2 separate regions of the Nothobranchius furzeri genome follow, and region 2 is linked to region 1. A link is a contact called in public Micro-C data. All regions are on one chromosome and are shown on one strand. Each heading gives the region's core, a stretch centred on a gene start, on an enhancer-like site or on the middle of the called end of the contact. The rest is flanking DNA. Distances are from core to core; before and after follow the strand shown. Region 1 holds the start of ptk2bb (protein tyrosine kinase 2 beta, b). Region 2 has its middle 12 kb from the start of zc3h14.

Region 1 (2,700 bases), core at 111-2,610:
GGCTCCACAGAGGACTTTTTACTATCTAGAACATCTGTGGTCCTCCCTGAGAACTCAGAGATGTGTGAGGCATCATATATTTGTGTTATGGCAGCATGTAAATGAGCTAATAATGCAACTGAGTTATTATGCCTCTGGCTGTGTGGGTTCATAATATTATGATAGTGAAAAATATTCAGGCAGCATGAAGCTGCAGTGAAGCGGGCTGAATTCATCCATCTGTGTTGTTTATTCATATGTATTTCATACTTTTGATATGAGAAAAAAAGTTCTTTATGTTCAATCACTTGTTTTACCTCCAACACAATATTTTGCCCATTATTTCTAGATGCTCTTTTGTTGTAAACAAACTTATTATGGTTTTTATCTAGTCCTGATAAAAAAGTGAAATTAAATAAACTTTATTTATAAAAACACCTAAAACAACAAGTCTATAAACAATTGATTAATAAATCTTCTTCTTCTTCTTCTTCTTCTTCTTCTTCTTCTTCTTCTTCTTCTTCTTCTTCTTCTTCTTCTTCTTCTTCTTCTTCTTCTTCTTCTTCTTCTTCTTCTTCTTCTTCTTCTTCTTCTTCTTCCTACATTATTATTATCATCATCACAGAAATCTACCATTATAATTAATAATAAAGTATTTTTTTAAAATCCTCCAAAAGCTGAGTTAAAAACATTTCCTGTCCTAAAAAAACAAACATTTTAATTTTCTTACTTCTAAAATATTTATTTTCATATTTGTGTGACATAATATTCATTTTTTAATTGAGTTACATTTTTAGGAAACTTTTAAGATTTTATCCACTTTTTATTTTATTTTATTTTTACAAAATATAAATTAAACGTTAAATCCAGCAACATTTTAAGGCTACACTGCCCTCCTCTGGTCAGATAGCATAATTACAAAAAGAGGCACACGTAAAAGTGAACTGGAGGACCAACGAGGGAAGAAAAATATGAAGTTAAAAGTGAAAAGTTTGTTTTGGTTATTAGTAAGTTATTTTTAAGTACTTCTACATAAAATTATAAATGTATTAACCTTTTGACCCGTGCTGTGAGTTATTTTAAATGTTTTGTGTAATGAGAGGATTTGCATTAGAAATATAACAACTAAAAGACTCAAACAGCTGCTCCTGGATAACTTTGAGTTGGAAAACGGCGCAAGAACACAAGATTCCTGGAATAAGGAAGTGACTCCACCTGGAAGAGGTGAGGGAGTGGCCACCTGCCACCTCTCCTGCTGCTGACAGTCCGTGTGAGAGACGACCTGCTCGACCTCAACTTCTCTGGAGTTTTAATCAACTTTCTTCTTCACAGACAAGGAGTACGGTCAGAATCAGGTAGGAATCCAGATGTTCTGATGACTCAGTAAGGTCCTGTTCAGGTGAATTATATCAGTTTATAACTCAAACAGGGTTTATGCATCCAGTTATTGGACTTTGGGAGTCCGGATATCTGGTTTACCCATTCCATTCTTATTTGTTTTTTGTGCAGTCAGTGGTTATTCTAACGGGGCGGTGAAACACCGTGTTCTGTTTTCTGAGAACTGTGTTTAGTTGTAAAGCGTGTCTGTGCAGGTGAGGAGCAGCCAGCCACATTCCAGCGCCTCGGGTCACATTGGTGAGCTGTAGACTCTCACAGTCACAAGTCTTTTATTAAAGGGGAACATGAGAGGTCACAGAACAAGCTTGATGATGACTAGTGAATCTGGTCATAACAGCACTGTTGGAACGAAGAACGCCTGACTCCAGATCTGTTTGCTGCTGATCCTGGTGCAGACACGCTGCATGTCCTGACAGATTTACCCTGAACAGCTCTCCCAAGAAAACAGGCCGAAAGCTGGATTTATTCTCCTAAATGCAGGAAGTTGTTGGAATTTAGAATAAAAAAAAACAACCAAAAGCAATTCGAAAAGGGATTCGAGTTGTGATGTATTACTGTCTTTCTGTTTATGTTCATTTCCTTTTTCCTCAAGTGCAGTTTTGTTTTAAAGATGTGTCCCTTCCTTTGTCCCCCTCCGGGAATTCCACCTCCAGCCATCACAAATGTGTTATTCCCAGTCTCTACCCGAAAGCACAGCCTATGTTTCTCCAAGGATCTATTACCTCTACAACTTGTCTGAGTAATAAATAATCCCTCTCATTGTCCCGCTGAAGCCTCCATTGTGGCGACGTGTTGAAAGAGTTGCTTCACGACAATAAAAAGGCTCTCAATGGGAATTATTCGTTAGCATAACAACTCAAGTGCCAGCTAGACAGCGCTGAGGCTGCAATGCTGTGTGCCTGGCATGCGCATAGAAAAAAAAATAGTCAGACTGAGCTGTTTTCTAGACTTTTGTTGTTAATTCAACAAGTTTTTGCTTCAAATTTTAGTTTTCTTTTAAAGGTGTGGAACACTGAAAAAGCATTTTTTATTGATTATAATCGGTCACTCAGAGTTTTTAATGCAGGTTGAGCATGAAAATAGTCTTCTACACCTATCTCCTGCGTTAGCTTCTGAAAATCCAGAGAGATCTACGTCACACTGTCACTTCACAGTCATGGACTCGCCCATCTTGACTCACGATGGGGGAAGGCTGGTGTTGTTGTAGCGTCCAGGAAACAGCATGGAATGTCTCAGCTAGCAGGAGCTAACTGTTAGCATTAGCAACTCAACCACACGGCAGAAGCTCCTCCAGGTTTGTATGGAGATAAAACATCAACGTTG
Region 2 (2,700 bases), core at 174-2,673, 120 kb before region 1:
AGTAATGACTTCTGGTTAAAGAGCGGGTCAATTGAGCCTCGGAGTCCTTCTCCACCCACGTATCAATTTTAAAAAATGCAACATTAGTAGGCGTTGCCTGGAGGACCGAGAGGGCGGAGCCGCGGCAGTGACGAAGACGATGGCTAACTAGACGAAGCTAGCTCCCTTCACTCTGAGCAGTGAAAAAATGCTAAAATAAAGAATGCACACATTTAAAACACTATAGACACTCATTTATACAGTTCATCAGCAAAAAAAAGTTAATTTAGACGTTACTTGCTCTTTAAGGTAATGACCCACCGTGTTATTTTTCTCTTAAATATGTACAAATCGAAGAGAAAAACGACACGGTATGGTTTTGACAAATTCAAACTACTTTTGTGCTTTGTCAATAAAGCGTATTCAAGGAAAAAAAACTTCCGGCAAAGGTAATGACTTCCGAAAAAAAAACCTACTTCCGGCAAAGGTAATGACTTCCGGCGAAGGTAATGACACTTATTTTTCCGGATACGTCATTTCCTGGCACGGCAAAGACGCCAGCTGATGTCTGCAGCCAGATGCTCTTGGAAATTTAACGTACGATCACGTGACTGTCGGAGAAACCCGAAGCAGCGCGAGAAGAGTCGACTTTGATGATGGGTTCGCTCGTTTTTCTCACCGGTACAAGATCTGGCCAGAAGAGGTGACAACATGCAAACCAATGAATAAACAAACAAACAAATAAATATATATTATATAGAAAAATAATAAAGAAAAAGGAATTCTGTGTGAATGTGTTTCACATTGTTTCACATGTTAGATTGTGAAGGTTTTATTGTAGTTTTATTTATTTTATTTGAGCCATGGTTTAGCTAATCTTTTGCACTTTTAACAGTGATTATTAATCTCTGCAGCCGTTTCCACAATCTGTGGCTGCCTTGTGGTCTACTTGCTTTTAGATAAAACGGAAACGAAGTTAAAGCCACTAATTTAGTTTATCATTCACTTTGTATTTTTGATGATAAAAAAGCCACCATACTTAGGAAATGTCTCATGAACGTATGTAATATAAAATGAGACATGTAAAAATTAAGCAACTTTCTAAATAAATAAATAAAAGTAAAAAATCAACAGATTTGTTAGTTTATTACGTGCAGTTGCATGTACAATGTCCCCAAATCCCTTTCAAAATTAAACATCAGCGTTTTATTCTCCTTAGTGACTTATTAAACTATATTAAACTGACCTGAATTATTACTAAGTTCCTGTTTATTGTGCTGAGAAACGAACACAAATATTTTCTGGAAAGTGCGACAGGCCCAAACGTTTCATGGGGCAGGGCGAGTAAATGCAATCAGCAGTTTGATCTGGTTTTGGTAAAACAAGGTCAGACAGGGAAATAAACACAAAAAATAAAACAACGTTTTGTCCACAGGGTGGCAGAAGAGACTGTTCAGAGCACTAGACTCCATAGTTTAAACCACAACTCCTTAATGGATCATAAAAGATGAAAGAATAGTTGATCAAACTCTTAATTTTAAAACCTGCTCAGGAAATTTTCTGATTGTAGGAAAAACAAAGTTGTGCCAGAAACTTTAATCACCCAACATTGTTTTAAATTGAAATTTAATTTCATTACAAAATCCTTCATCTTACATTTTAATTGCATGTGACTTTGACTTTCTAATGCCCACTGCAGCATGTTTCTACTCCACAATAATTTCCTGTTTTGCAGCCATTCAATGCCATCTAACAATGACGGGAAGGATCTCGGCTGCAGTCTAGACAAACGTCTAACACATTCCCAGTCCTGCTTCGTCTCTGTCTGCTTTTGTTTGCACAGTTCATCAACACTAGTATGCAAATCGCTGAGGAACATTGTTCTCACAAGACTTTTAGGATGAAACAAAACCCTTTAAGGAGTTAAATTTGAGTTAGCATTGGTCTTAATTACAGCTATTATTTTCATTGTTGTGATATTTTTCCACTAGAATTGTACGCATGACCCCTCACACACAACATCACTCCTTGTTCTTTTCTGTAGCCCCACCACAACTTTACTGCAGTTTTTATTCATCCTACTATTTTAATTAGATCACAGGGATGTCTGGACCTCTTCAGCTTTGTACAAAGATCCATCAGCAGGGTTGAAACATCCTCTGCAAGTCGTCACATGCTTTAATCTGCATCAATGCAATACTGTTTTTTAATAAATATTAAAAGAAAAAACAAAGAAACTTTCATAGCGGGTGTGTTTTGAGGTAGACATCGCCCTTCTGAGCTACACAGGAGGCAGAGCAGGTTGTACAGTAATGGGAAGGTTGTCGGTCTGATCCCAGCTCCCGCCAGAAAATGTTGCTGTTGTGAACTTGGGCAAGACACTGAACCCACCTTGCCTGCTGGTGCTGGTCGGAGGGACCGGTTGCACCAGTGTTCGGCAGTCCTGCTTCTGTCAGTGTGCCCCAGGGCAGCTGTGGCTACGTTGTAGCTCATCACTATCAGCGTGTGAATATGTGGATGACAAAGTGCCTTGGGGGTTGCAGAACCCTAACAAGGAACTATAAACACAGGTCATTTTGTTGGTGAGACACATTTTAGAAGAAGAAAGCTTTACCTGACCAAATGCAGATTGAAAGGAGACAGCTTGAGTCCTAGCCAATCAGATTGCTCAATTTTCCCACCTATTGCACAGAACAGAAAGAAGATAAGCTGTACACAGCT

What was found. A called contact is a pair of places that touch in the nucleus more often than the background predicts.
Region 2: a Micro-C map of tail fin shows a contact between it and region 1, with 14 times the contacts expected there. The contact joins the enhancer-like site here to the promoter of ptk2bb in region 1. A contact is called at or near these places in 2 of 2 Hi-C or Micro-C datasets (skeletal muscle and tail fin).

The regions. Positions count from the first base shown.
Region 1 is chr2:1,819,774-1,822,473 of NfurGRZ-RIMD1, reverse strand. It overlaps ptk2bb (protein tyrosine kinase 2 beta, b), which reads left to right and starts at 1,360. Exons shown (of 31, transcript XM_070542717.1): 1 at 1,360-2,700.
Region 2 is chr2:1,943,579-1,946,278 of NfurGRZ-RIMD1, reverse strand. No RefSeq gene overlaps it. Among protein-coding and RNA genes, the nearest start is that of zc3h14, 12 kb to the left of the region's middle. Within about 2 kb of position 1,423, at least 2 of the 3 cell types and tissues checked have an H3K27ac peak or open chromatin away from gene starts, as enhancers often do. A contact at or near this core is called in tail fin, where this site is marked.